Regions from separate parts of the Mus musculus genome. Here region 2 is linked to region 1. Evidence: chromatin contacts called from public Hi-C data. All regions are on one chromosome and are shown on one strand. Each heading gives the region's core, a stretch centred on a gene start, on an enhancer-like site or on the middle of the called end of the contact. The rest is flanking DNA. Distances are from core to core; before and after follow the strand shown.

Region 1 (7,463 bases), core at 3,102-5,601:
AGCAATTGAAACTCATATGGAGAAAAGCTATGCCTTCTTGTGTAGGAGCAAAGATAATTTCTTATGTGAATTTTGTCTCAAGTGTTGACACTGCAAAGAACTAGGTTGAATGTAAGTTCAAAGTCTACAGGATAGAAGTCTTGATGGAAGCAGGTGGGGGGTGACAGACTTAGCTTGGTTTTCTCTTGTTCAAGTCCATTATATTCTGGCTCCTTTATGATAAATGAAGCATTTCATTATGAAAATCCACTACCAGTCTGTCAATGAGACAAAATTATTTTGACTTTTTTCTTTCCTCCATTTACAATATGATGTTTCTTCTGGCCTTGCTTTAAAAAAAAAATCATTTTGTGAGTGTGTGTGGCTGATGCCTGTTTGCATATGAGTATGGGCTTGCATGTGCCATGATGCATATGTGGAGGTCAGACGATAACCTCCCACTTTGTTTGAGACAAGCTCTCTTGTTTTTCACCACTGTGTCTGCTGGGCTGACTCATGAGCTTCTGGAGAACCCCCAGTCTCTACATCCTATCTCCCAAGAGAAGTGCTTGTATTATAGACATATACTACTACTTTACATGGATGCTGGGCATCTGAACTCAGGTCTTCACATCTGCACAGTAAGTTTTAGTCATCATGTCATCTCCCCAGGCCTTTTAATGTGAGCAATGTATTTGTGAAGTGCTTAAAAAGAGTCGGGTAATGATCTGCAGACATGCCCTGGAGCAAGACTGCTTATTCCTTTTTAGAGCTAAGCTTCAGCCCCACTGTCCCTATAAAGTGTGCACTGTGTTCTAACCAATGGCCCAATGATGCCAGAACTACATTTCTTCAAATATAGTTTGTGCTCCATGTTACATTTTTTATGACATAATCGTCACACTCAAGTAGAAACTGGAAAGCATAGATTAGTTCCCATTACATTGTGGGAAGCCATGCTTCACCCTCTACTATGATTATCTTACTTACAGAGTGGAGCTAATGCTAGTCATACCTATTTTCCAAGTTCTCCATGATGATTAGCTATTGGGACAATGGTATTATAACATAATACAAGATGAGATGTTTCTTTGGTTTTTTTTTTTAGGTATTTTCTTCATTTACATTTCCAATGCTATCCCAAAAGTCCCCCATACCCTCCCCCTGCCACTCCCCTACTCACCCACTCCCACTTCTTGGCCCTGGCGTTCCCCTGTACTGAGGCATATAAAGTTTGCACAACCAATGGGCCTCTCTTTCCACTGATGGCCAACTAGGCCATCTTCTGATACATTTGCAGCTAGAGACACAAGCTCCGTGGAGTACTGGTTAGTTCATATTGTTGTTCCACCTATAGGGTTGCAGATCCCTTTAGCTCCGTGGGTACTTTCTCTAGCTCCATTAGGGGCCCTGTGATCCATGCAATAGCTGACTGTGAGCATCCACTTCTGTGTTTACTAGGCCCCGGCATAGTCTCACAAGAGACAGCTATATCACGGTCCTTTCAGCAAAATCTTGCTAGTGTATGCAATGGTGTCAGCATTTGGAGCTGATTATGGGATGGATCACCGGGTATGGCAGTCTCGAGATGGTCCATCCTTTCGTCTCAGCTCCAAACTTTTTCTCTGTAACTCCTTCCATGGGTGTTTTGTTCCCAATTCTAAGAAGGGGCAAAGTGTCCACACTTTGGTCTTCATTCTTCTGAGATTCGTGTGTTTTGCAAATTGTATCTTATATCTTGGGTATTCTAAGTTTCTAGCCCAGATGAGATGTTTCTTATATAACAGTTCAGACCATGCAATTGACAACCTGTTGTCTACTAAGAGACATCTTATAAAGTCCGGCAGTGTATCGTCACTCTGAAGTGGTGTGGGAAGGGTGCTGGTGTAAGTGCATGTGTGCGAACATACAAGGGCACCATACATCTGGAGGCCAGAGGCCAGTGTCAGTCATCTTTTCTATTACTCTCCACGTCTTATTCTTTTGATACTTTGTTTATTCTCATTAATCCTGAAGTTCATATGTTCAGCTAGCTCAACTAACCAATGAGTTTCAGGAATACGTACTCACCCACATTAGTGGTGCAGTTACAAGCATGTACCACCACCCTGGATTTGTTTACATGGAATCTGGGGACCTAAATTCAAGTCCTCAAGACTCTGTCTTAGGTCACAGTCAAATAGAAAATCTTGTGTTTTCCAGTCCTAAGAGACTCTCAAGTGTTACCCTTTTCTCCCCTTACATCAAGTCCATATCTATTTTTTGTTAATGTAAATAAGTGTTTTTAGGGTTTTTGCCCAGCACATTTGTCCCTTGTACACCAGCAAGTGCAAAGCTATACTCTACAGCGGTGTGCTTTGAGCATCTTCATTGCTATCTCTGTGCCATGGTCATCTATCTGAACGTTCAGACAGACTGGGCAATGAGTAAGTTTCAGCTCTTAAGATCTGAAAGGCAGCCATGTGTAATTTATTACACACTAATCTCCAACCCCACCTTAACAACGGATTTCACAAGCATTCAAACTTCATATTGGCTGTGTGGTAAGACCTGTTTTCTGTCTGGATACCCAGGTCTCTCCTTCTTTCTATAGTCTCTGGTTGGTGTCAAGGAATAATGAATACTTCACATGCTAAAAGGCAGAACTGCAGAATTGCCTTCAATGAGGACTCTCACCAGGACACCAGAGCACAACAAAGAACAATCACTTTTGTTTTTTTTGGGGGGGGGGAAGCTATTCATTCATTTTCAACTTTTCAAAAAAAAATGAGTTACCTTCAAGAAAATTGATTCTGTGACATTCCTAATATGTGTGTGATCCACAAGAACTTCAGGGAAAAGGGTGAGTTTCTTCATGCAAATCTTTGAATAAACAATTGCTTTAATGCTGCTGTCCTTGGCCGACTCTTCATATATGAAGACAAACCTTTTCTTCCAGCTTTTCTAAACTTTCCCCATCAGCATATAAATAAACTATACTGAAACATGAATGTTAGTGTAATGACTGTAAGGATCAGTCAATCCCACATGCCTTAGCTTTTTAAGTGTGGCATGTCTAGACAGCATTTGAAGACCATGTCTGTCAGACATTAAAAATGAAGAGCCATTTCGTTGCCTTAAGAATGTAAATAGATTGGGATTGCAAGAGAAGCCCAAGAGGGCCAGGAGAATGAATCAAAACATGCAGCAGTATAGGGTAGGGTGTGGAGGGAACCTTTAGAAAATCTCAGAGACCTGGGATGGGAGGGGCTATCAGGACTCAGTGGTAAGTGATGACATTAGCCAAAATGCCCAACAGTGGGAAGATGGAACCTGAAGAGACCACTTCCAGTAGATAGGCATGGCCCCCATTTGAGGAAGGGGTCCACCCACCCATCTAAAAATTTTTGACCCAGAATTGTTCCAATCGAAAAGAAATTCAGGGACAAAAAAAATGGAGCAGAGACTGAAAGAAAGGCCACCTAGTGACTGACCCAACTTGAGATCCATCTCATGTGCACACACCAAACCCTGACACTAATACTGATGTTATATTGTGCTTGCCGAGGGGAGCCCACCATGGCTGTCCTGAGAGGCTCTACCAGCAACTGACTGTGACAAATGCAGATACTTAACAGCCAAACGTTAAATTGAGGTCAGGAACTCCTGTGGAAGAGTTTGGGGAAGGACTGAAGGAACTGAGGAGGATTACAACTCCATAGGAATAAGAACAGTTCCCTCAGAGCGCCCAGAGACTAAGCCACCAACCAACGAGCATACACGAGCCAGGCCATGCCCCTGGGCTCATGGGTAGAACAGGACTGCCTTGTCTGGCCTCAGTGGGAGAGGAAGTGTTTATTCCTGTGGAAACTGGATGCCCCCAAGGAAGAGGGATGCTGGCAGAAGTGGGGTGGGAGTGGGTGGACAGCTGGGGGAGTACCCTCTCAGAGGCAGTGGGGTAAGGAGGATGGGATGATGAACGGGGGTGGGTGTGGGGAGGGGGAAGGGAACCAAGAGGAGCAACTTGTAGAATGTAAATTAACAAAATAATTTACAAAAAAGAAGATAAATAGAAGTGAGTTCAGAGATGACAAAGGGAAGAGTATGCATCCCTGTCCATATTGTGTGTGTGTGTGTGTGTGTGTGTGTGTGTGTGTGTGTGTGTGTGTGTGTGTGTTATTTTCCACAGAGAGAAGCTCATCTCTTGGCTTAGATCCACCTTAGTATTAGCCTCAGTGCTTTCTCTCTCTCCCCTTGCTCTAAATCATTATTGAGTTTATTACTTCTTTTCTCTCTTGCTGGAGAAGATTAATAGCCTTCCCTGGGCAGAGGGAACTCTGCAGAGCGTGGTGGCTCTATAAATAGCACCTGCTGCTAATTCTCCAGTGCCCAGTATCTCCCCAACACATCTTGGTCTTTAAACAATTTGTTCAGAAGGAGAAAGCTATGGGTCACTGTGCACTTTGGTGTTGCTTAAAATGTGCTTTATGGATAGCGAATTTTTCTCCAGGAAGTTTGGCCTGGCAGAGCCTTTAGAGAACTCAGCCTTCTCACCCCTCTCCAGAGGGGCATACCTCACTAACCAGACTTGAAGGCTATCACAGAGCTGGCTGGACCCACTGAGCGTGCCAGGTAAATGTTTTGCCTGTGAAGTCATTTCTTATTTCTTCTCTCAGTAGATTGCAGGCTCAATTGCACTATGCCAATAGCCAGGAGGACAAGTGACCTCAATGAGCTATAAAACAGAAAAACTGGGAAAGACTGGGAATTGTGGAATGCAGAGGCCTGGTGGCCTGTGGGTACATAAAATAGGATATTTTTTGGAGAATATAGATGAGAAGGATGATCAGTCATTGACATTCAAAAAGCCAAATTCAGGTGGTAATGGGAACAAGAGAACACCTGCCTACATGACTCCTTGTGTATGGGTTAGCAGATACATACATGTTGGAGGAGTGGTTGGAGGAGGAATGGATGGGTGGCTGGTATTTGGATAGATGAGTAGATATATGGATAAGTGAGCAGACAGATGGTTGATGGATGGATAAACAGGCAGATGAGTGGGTGGATGAAAAAAAGGATGCATAGTTGAAAGCACCTCATCTTTTCACTACAAGATAGCATTTCCCAACCACAGAACAAATGACAGTATTGGATAGGTACTTCCTGGTATGGGGCCCAACATCACCACTGAAGGATGTCTAGCAGCATCCTTGCCTCTCCACCTAGGCATCAACAGCACTGCTCAAGTACGACAACCACATGTCCTGATAGACTAAACTGCACCTGGTTTGGAGCCACGGGGCCGAGGGAAGTTTAGTTTTCTTATTTCAGAGATCTATTTGCAGATGACCTAACTCAAAATGCACTGCTCTAAGTAATAACACACCATTATAATGCTTGAATATGGGAAGCTAATATTTTAATACTGTCACTAAAAGTCTTTTATTTTCTCATACGCTTCATTTGGGGATAACTTTAGTCACTAATACAGAGTGTGCTACAGGAGAAATACTGTGATCATTGCATTAAGGATTTATTGTCTCCATTCTCTTCAGCTGTGGGCCCACGTTTGACCATAGTTCTGGGGCAGAGCAAATGGTGACTTTATTCAGTTATTATCTAAAAGTTTAAAGTGTAAAAGGTTGTAAAATCAGGGCTTTTACATTGGATCCAAGTTTGGTTCCCAGCATGCAAGTTAACATGTAATTCCAGCTCCAAGAGGATTCAATGTCCTCTTTTGGCTACTTTATTGTGCATACCCTATACAGACACATATTCATATATATAATTAAATACAAAATAAATATTTATTTTAAAGATGGTTGTGGCAACTTTAGAAGGTGGAGCCTCACAAGAAGTATGTCACTGGTAGAAGACCTCAATGTTTATAACCTAGAGCTATTTCCTGTCCCCTCACAGATTCCTGATCAGATACAGTATGACCAATACAGCATGATCCCACCATGTTCCTGTCAGCATGTCTTCCCCACCATGGCAGACTACACTCACAAATACTGAGCTGAAACAAACCCTTCCTTCCTTAAACTGCATTCCGATATTTTGTCACAGCAATGAGGAAAATAACTAAAGCATTTGTGAGTTTCAATGAATGACTGGACCAGTTATTAATACACCACGGTCATGAGTTTTAATAACTCCTGTCTACACCACCTTGGGTGACACATGATAGCTTTTAGCATCTGAGAGGAAAGGCCATTGGATACGTTTGCTCGCATATAAAACCATATCTCTCTATTTCAAATGTGATGGAGAGTGTAAAGAACCAAGTAAGATAGATTATGTGTCTCCTACTCAGAAACAGATGGTCATTATTTAGAAGCGTAAAACACTGTTTTCTCAGAGAGCTACCCTCAGCCTTTCACCCCAACCTCATTCTTAGCTTCATATTAGTGCTTTTGAAGTTTCTAGATCTTAACAGTTTATAGACTAGATATCCTCCAAGTCTTTCAAACTTGTCTTAATGGCTCAACACCCTCTCAAACATACTACAAGCTCTTGGAAGTTAAGTGATCCCCTTCTGGTAGTTCCAGTATCCACTTATTCATCCAACCATTCATCTAAACACTTGCTGAGACTCCCCTAGAGCTGTGGTGCACTCCCTTTTTCTGGAGGGAGTCTGCTCCTTCTGGACTCTTATCATTATGAGGCTTGGGTTGCTGTCCTTTCTCTGTCTTCATCTCACTCAGAACATGTCTGTCCTTTCCCGGAGCTCCACCAGCTCAAAGTTGTTGACAACATGGGCAGGAACAGAAAGTTGATAATAGCTGAAGGACTGACAGTCCCATGCACAAGTGTGCTTATCTCTAAACAGAATTCAGCACCCACAGTGAACTGCTAGGTGTCTTCCCCTCAGGATCTGCTCAGCAGGGAGTCAGCTTAACAAGGTATACGAGCTCTATCCATCCATCTAGGCAGACACTGTCTCCTCTTTTCTTTCCCTGGATCAAAGAAATTACCTCCCCAAAGCTTCTTTCCCTTCCAGTTTCTGGGGGGGGGGGGGCATCTCTTCATTCCTTATGATGTCATCCATACCTATTATGTCAATCATCTTCTAAAGTGAGAACAGTATCCCTGACCATTCATCACTTGGTTCTTTAGGTCCATTCATATTCTTAGATAGAGTTCTTGGCCAATCCTTTAACCTCTCTCTATAGGAGAAACTGGAAATTTCAATTCCCATTACATTGTTACTGGGTGCTTCTTTCTTCCACTCTCTAGCCTAAACAAACAAACAAACAAACAAACAAACAAACAAACAAATGAAACCCTGCTAATTCTCATTGGTGCCAATGATACAAAGGAAGCACCTTGTGCTAGGTCACCCGAACATTTCCTTTTGAGTACCAGGAAACTGTGTTTTAGGAACGGAGTAGAATGTAATGTGTTGACTCATTCATTCTATTCCCAGAAGAGACTGTGGGAAAGTATAGATCAGCTCATACTGGGAAACACAGTCCTGCCAGGAAAACAAAACAAAACAG
Region 2 (7,463 bases), core at 1,393-3,892, 110 kb after region 1:
CTCCTTTAATACTCTCCACCTACACCACCATTGGTCCCAAGAAAACACCTCTTCTAAACAGCAGTTCCCAATTGGCTGGCATTGTCTGCGTCAGCAATCCTTGGTATCTCAGGCAGTCCTCAGTTAGGTCCTCCCGCAGGGGATGCCTTTGAGGCTATGCAGCCCTGGCATTTATGCAGAGGCAGCTGTGCTGTTCCTGCTACACTCAAGAAGAGCATAGCTGGCCCTAGGTACAAGCTAAAATCATGGCAACTATGCTGCCCTCTTCCTAGAAGACATCTAGAACAAAGATGACAAACAACAGAGGAAGGCAAGAAGCCTTGCAAAAACTAGATGACCTCTTAGAGGGTGTGTTTTCTTCATCTCTATTCCTACATCCATTAACCTAGTCAGAGCAAGTCCGTGTTACTTTCAGGAAGACAGCTCTGATGGGCAAGAATTACTCTTGTGTATCCAGGGAAGATAGAAACATGGCACACACTTAATGTTCCTTTTAAAGGTTGGCTGTCAAGGAACCAGTGGATAGAAATTTAAGATTAAACCCTGATGGAATATGTCAACTACATAGTACCCCTAGCTGATTATCCACGCAGTCTGAAAACAACGCCCCTTCCATTCAGAGTTTCTTTTTCAGTTGCTGAAAACTCTGTCCTACCAAGCCCCTACCTTCTAAATATACAGAGTAGCATGCTAAATGGTAAGTTTCAGAAAAGAAGGTATTTCACAAATAACTGGAGCTAAGCAACAGTTAGGGTTTCTTTCTTCCAAAGATGAAGATCAGAATCCCAGACTCTGCTTAATTCACTCCTACACGGGACCTCTGGATTCAGCTCTTCACCCCTGAAGCAGCTCCTGGTCCCGCTTCTCCAAGTCCTTCTATGTATTAATAATGGCTATCCCCTCAGGGGCCTTGTTGCATAGATATCTGAGAGAGAGAGAGAGAGAGAGAGAGAGAGAGAGAGAGAGAGAGAGAGAGAGAAAGAGAGAAAGAGAGAGAGAGAGAGAGAGAGAGAGAGAGAGAGAGATTTGCCTTCCAAGGTAGTTTTTCTGCTCTCTGTTGCTTAAGCAACTGTCTGCTATAGGAATCCCCAAAGCTGCCAGCTCCCCTGGACTCAGGTCCCCAGCAAGGCCACCCCCCTACCCACTTCTCTCCCATCTGCTTATAATTTAATGCTCTGTGTGTTTTAATCATTTCATTAGGCATGTCCTTATTTTGAAATGCAACTAATTCTTCAGTTCAAACAAACAACCAGTGATCTAAAAATGAGAGCAGTCTTTACTCTGGGCTCCAGGTTGCCTCAGAAGAAATATCACACCTACTTTAAGGAGGGTGAAAGAGAAAAGCTGCCCCTAGTTTGTTTGTTTTAAGCCACTGACTTTCTAGTAAACATATTTCAGAGACTTTTGAGTCATCTTCAGAACTTTCAAAATCAACTTGAAGATGTTTTCTTGAGGATTTTCCCCTCTGAATATTTCTATAAGATCTGTTACTATTAATGTTTATCAGAAGGTGGGTTTAGAAGTGTCATAATTTTATATTTGATGACAACAAACACAAAAGAAAAACAAAAACTGCTTCCACTGTAACTTTGTCTCTTTCAGTATTTTCTGTATAGGAGTTTACATTTACTAAGGCAAAGAGAGTTATCCTTGGCTCTAAGAGGGAAAAAAATTATAAGCTAAGTCCTGAGATTATAGGGGGTTTGTTGTTGCAGTTGTGGTTTGGTTTGGTTTTGCTTTGGTTTTTGTCCCTGACATTCATATTTGTTCTACATCAAGAAATGATGAACTGGCAAGATGGCTGGCTCACTGTAAACACACTTGCCACCAAACCTCAGGACATGATGTCAATCCCCAAGACTTACATGGTGGAAAGAGAAGCAGACTCCTTCAAGTTGCCCTCTGACCTTCACAGTAGGACATGAGCTCACACACGTTCAAATAAATAAATAGAAAAAAAAATTTAAATTCAACTACTGAAGTCCCAGAGCTATGTGTAGGTCTAACATATCTTTGACATTCTGTACAATGTGAAATTGATGGTACCGTTTTTGCTGCTGGTACTTTGGGTTTTTTTGTTTGTTTGTTTGTTTTGTTTTTGTTGTTGTTATTTTGGTTTTTATTTTTCTTCCGGGTAATAGAATGTTCTTTTACCATTTAAGAAGCTTAAGTAACATTCCCACCCAGTAGACACTTAGAAAACTTTTGTTGAAGTTCAGTACTAAATAGGTAGATTTAGTTGCTCCTGTCTGTCTCAATTCCCTTTTCTGACTTAATAAAGATTTAAAATGCCACGTTTACAATCTGACCGGGATATTCTGTGGAGGATTCCCCTACAGTCACCAAACAAATCAAGACCATTTAGGTTTCGTGTAAACACTGAGATGGTGATAATAACCTATTAGAAAAGTAGTTTGGGAAGGATTGTTTTCGGACTTTTTTGGTTCGCTGTGAACAGACCTGATCATTTGCGTTGGTGCCTGACACAAGTGGTTCTCATGCGCCATCTAGTGGCTGCTGTGAAACTGTGCTGTGTCACGGGAAACCCTTTCTGAACAAGCCTTACTGTTGCGAATTCCTGTCCCGGTCGTCGGGCAGCCACTGGACACTTGCCCATCTTTCAGCCTTTAAATTGAGAGGAACCACCGAAGAACGCATGCACAGTGTTTCCCAAAAGCCCTGTATCCTTGGGAGCAACCAAGATGTAATCGGTCAGAGAAATGGTTTCTTCCTGGATCCATGTGAGTTAAACTGTTGTGGGACTGGAGACACTCGCGCCTGCAGAGTTGTGGTGACAAGCAAGGTAAGCCGGGTGACTTTTGTAACCCTTTTTCCCAGCAGAGACTACTCCTGTGTGTAGAAACCACGGCCTGGCAGCGACTTCTCTAACTCATAAAACTTGCTCTAACACACGGGGGAAAAAAGCTTCACTTAATCCAGTATCCTGTGTTGATTCCTGCCTGCGACATCTTAATTCTTACCCACGGGCAGGAGGACTGCTCTCGGCTGTGGACAGTGATGTGGATTTCACAATATTCAATAATCAGACTTTTCATGGGGGCTATTCCAGTCAAATATTGATTTAGTCAGAAAGGAGTGATAGAAATACAGCTCTGTAGGTTTATTCTTGTTAAAAGTCCAAAGTAGAGTGCAGACTTTGAGAGTTCTTCTTGCAGAAAGTATTAGCAAAAAGTAATGTCCAGGCAGCCCCAAGTGATACAAGACAGTTAGCTATGAATTTCACAAACATCATTAAATGTGTGTGGATGTAGTGCAGTACTGGAATGAGAGAAGATAACTAAAATTAAGATAAATAGCTTAGGAACTCACAGCCAGGGAAGCCGTAATTCACAAGTTTTCTAAGCTAGTGTTCTTATTGCCTTTAGGAATAGGAAGCATTGCTTCCAAAGCTGGGTTAACCACTCTTGAAAAGCATAAGGTACAAAGTAATTTACTCTCTTATTTCCAAGATTAAAAACCCTACGATAGTATTGTCCTCGCCCTTAATGCTTTCGGAGAAAACACTCATCCTACAGAAATACACATTTGTCTTCGGAACTCTGATCTCTCTCCTGTGCTGGGACTGGGGTTCACAGCATCTCAAACCCTGTTTCTCAGGCCTTATCTAAGGGTTATCTATTTCCATGGAAACACTGATCGACTTGAGACATCTCCAGTGCTCATATTTAGCAAAGTCTGTGAAGAGTGTCGATGTAGGGTATCCGATTATTACTCAAGTGAAGCCCCTGTGTCAAAAAATTCTAAGAATCATTATCTCCTTTTGAATACTGTTTGAAATTTTTGAATCCACTATCTGGAAACTGAAAGAATAAAAAAAATACTGGCTCATAAAAATAAATAAAAACTGTGGGTTTGTGTTTCTACTGTGGCATGCCTGCTAAAATGTCTACCAAGTGAAATTCAAAGATGTCCGCTTTTCTCAATGTTAAATATTCAATTTCCCAAATGTTGTTCCATGTTAAAATTTAAAGGGAGGGCTGGTTGGTTGATGGCTCAGTGGGTAAAATTGAAAGGAATTTTTTTCTAGATTTTTTTTTTTTTGGCAGTACCATGATTCATCAAAAACCTTGTTTGTACCATGAAAAGAAAGAAAACAAAAACTTGCAATATTCTAACATCTGGCCCATGCTATTTTCTAAGCTTTTTCATACATGCTTTATATACATCAAGTCCTATACCATAGCTCAGCTCACGCAAACCCATTTTCCCATAAACCAATAAAACACCTTAAAATACAGATCTGGAACTAAAAATAAATAACATTAATATCCTATTCCGTCACAGGCCAAGTAGGAATGAGCCGTTCTGCTAAAGCTGTCTTTGGTTGCCGGGATGTTCACTCCAGGCCAGAGGAAATCACTCGGTTCTTTCAGACGCCTTAAGTCTCCCTCCTGTCCACGTTAGAGAGATGTTGCTGAGATAACACAAGACAATCTCAGGGAGGTTCTGTGCTCCGGAGAACATAAAGGGAATGCATTGTTTCTCACAGTCTGGCTGGAAGGGTGTAGCACACGGTAAAATTAAGACCTCCTCCTTCATTGTGCAGCACAGTTGGGCTGTTTGATCTCTAAGTCCTTGGGTAATTGGAGTCTACACAGCATGTGGAATCTGGGTCTGAGCATCTCCCCCTCTTGCCCAAAGCCCTGCCTGGGGGCACGGTTCACCCCCTAGCTGGATTCTGCTTATGTTTGGGGTTCTGCTTTGACATAGGCATTGTTTGCAAGCTGGGAAAATGAGAACATGGTGGAGGCTAGAAAAGGAAGATATACCCGTTTGTTATCAGACACACCGAAGTGAATAGGAACCCAAGTTGAGAATGGCAGCTTCCTGCATGTGGGGAGCGCCCTCCCACATTCCACAGCCTCCCAGATACGGCAGGTTTCTGATTCAAGGCCCCCACACGGGTTTGTTTTTCACACCAGATTTCCATGGACTGCACCTGTCTGCTTCAGGTCATTATGACCTTTCTTATCTATGAGCTCTAAGGTGCCAGCGCTTGGTTTATACTTCATTCATTCAACAAATAACCCAGGCTGTGCTAGGTGCTCTGGGAACTACAAGCCCCTGCAATGAGTCACAGCATGCTTCTGTCTTCAACAAGTAGGAGTAACAGATGGACCCAGGTTGCCCAGGGCTTCTTTAAGAAGCACAGGCTGTAAGGAGACTCCACACACAAGCACGATATACCATAAATTAGAAACTTCACCTTTGAGCCAGGCAAGGCTGCTCCGGTTTGCTCACGCTGCCATTTCCTTTCCCGGGAAACCCTGGGTAGATCCAGGTTCCAGGTGCCTGAAGCCTATGCGATATATCTAGAGACCTGTTTTAAGAATCAGAGGACAAGATTATCAGAGCTAAACACAGGGCCACAGAGGGAGGCCTGCAAGGTAAGAGACTTCAGTAGTAAGCTTTGCTAGCTTCTCTGACAAACCCTCTTCAGAGAAAATAACAGTAATTATCAGTGAAAAGCCATTCACTTTCTCGAACACTCATGCTCAGACACAAGTGGGGTCATTCCCTCCCCCCACCCCCACACACATACTTTACAAATTGAATTGCAAAGAGTTTGGGATGCCTGTCTATGGTTGTCCCATAAGATCCTCTTTTTAGCTTCTCTACACCCAAAACAGTGACAAGTTACTGTGCCTGCCCCGGAGAGTAAAATTAGCGAATGACAATGAACTGGCTGGGGTCTCTATACACTCTGGTGTCTTAAAAGTTAAACCCCTAAGTGGCCTTTGACTTAAGTTGAACTCTGTGGACTCAGACTCTAGGTAGGAGGAATCTCAGAAGCACTGTGTGTGTGTGTGTGTGTGTGTGTGTGTGTGTGTGTGTGTGTGTGTGTGTGTGACACATGTCGGGGAGAGGGGTATTTTAGCAAGTGAGTTTCTCCAGTTTACTTTATATACTTTTTGAATAACAACAAGAGTTCTGACCTGTGATCTATAAGGGACATACCTTGTGTCTATATTTCCTCTGCCAGTGGAAAACAATGACTTCTCCCAAATCTTTGGCAAGTCTGTGAGAACCCATTTTCTTTCTTAGGTTCTTAGCACAGTCTTTGGTGTGTCTGCCTCAGATACACTATGAAAGTCCCTTAGGCCACAGCCCTGTATGGAGTTCACCAGACAGGAAAAATAATAGGTCTCATGTGTGTATTTGGTACTAGCTTAGAAACCCTGCTCTGTGGCCTTGGGTGAGGCACTTAACTTCTCTATGCCTCCATTTCTACATCTGTGAAGTGGGTTGATAGAAGAATCTTCTCAAGGGATGTTGTGAGGAACACTGTAAGTGTTAAATAGCATTGCTCCAGTAACTGTGCACTTCTGTGCAGAAATCCCAGATGGGGGCCATTCCAGTGGTCACTTCCCTTCAGAACCAACAGTGAGTTGTTTTCCAAATCCCCATTTCTTCAACTGTCTCTCATTGGAGTGGTCGTATATACTGGGTCTGTCTGTGGGGCACCAGTTTATCCTAGAAATGGCCCATTAAATAGCACTCTCAGGCTTCCCGGCAATTGCTAATTAAAGTGGCATTAACCCTAATGGGCTGGAAAGCGGGATTCTTGTTTCCCACTGTGGTTTCCAAAGGCTGAGCCCTGGCACCCACATGCCCGTTCTGGGCCACTCAGATCACCCATGCATGGACCCACTTTGGAGTGGGGGGGGGTGGAGCACAGAGGCACTAGTGAGGAGAGAGGAGGGGGTCGGGGTGAGAAGCGCCACAACTTCTAAATCTGCCTGTGTGTGGTTCCTGAGGAACAATAGCAGGCAGGCACAAGTGCCCTACCAGTCAGTCACAGGTGCTGATGAGACTTCACCTAATTGCTTCATTATTTTTTACCACTCCACGGAACAGTTTGTATTTACAATCCTGTATATGGTTCTATTACTACCACTTATTGTGACGATTCCAGCAATTCCGAGGAGTCTCCAAGGGCTTGGACAAGTAGAATCTTGTTTTTCTTGATTTCCCCTGAGGGTGGGAGGTGGCAGGGGTGGGGACGGAGAGGAGGAGCTGGGAGGGAAACGCATCCAGCCAGCATCGACCCACAATTGCTCAGATGAGTGATAAATGATGGCGATTTTTGAAACACTAGAATTCTAAAACAAAACAAACAAATCCTAGCCTGTGAGTTCCCAGGCCAGCCCGCAAGATGGTGAGAGGGAAGAGAGACATGATTGAGCTGCCTGGAATCTGCATCCACCTGTGTTGGAAAAACACCCAGACCCCAGCCCTGCAACTCGAAGCCGAGCTGGAGGCCATCCCTGGGGACTTGTCACCCTAATCACTACCAGGCTGCAAATTAACAAAGTGAGTTTAGGGGGGGAAAAAAACGTTGTGAATTTCAGTTACTTGGGCATTCGTAAATCTGCTAGAAGTCAGGACTGATGTTTTATGGCTTGTTCAGATGTTGACTGTTTACAAATTATACTTTCCCT

The links. A called contact is a pair of places that touch in the nucleus more often than the background predicts.
Region 2: a contact with region 1 is called in a Hi-C map of uterus, with 4 times the contacts expected there. The contact joins the promoter of E330013P04Rik here to the enhancer-like site in region 1. A contact is called at or near these places in 12 of 39 promoter capture datasets (the 3T3-L1 cell line, 3T3-L1-derived adipocytes, the HPC-7 cell line and 9 more), 6 of 484 Hi-C or Micro-C datasets (embryonic stem cells, nephron progenitors and uterus) and 1 of 115 datasets of contacts at active chromatin or transcription factors (embryonic fibroblasts).

What each region holds. Positions count from the first base shown.
Region 1 is chr19:60,026,095-60,033,557 of GRCm38.p6, forward strand. No RefSeq gene overlaps it. Among named protein-coding and RNA genes, the nearest start is that of Gm41879, 9.2 kb to the right of the region's middle. Within about 2 kb of position 4,352, at least 6 of the 459 cell types and tissues checked have an H3K27ac peak or open chromatin away from gene starts, as enhancers often do. A contact at or near this core is called in uterus, where this site is marked.
Region 2 is chr19:60,142,033-60,149,495 of GRCm38.p6, forward strand. It overlaps E330013P04Rik (RIKEN cDNA E330013P04 gene), which reads left to right and starts at 2,643. Exons shown (of 5, transcript NR_026942.1): 1 at 2,643-2,803.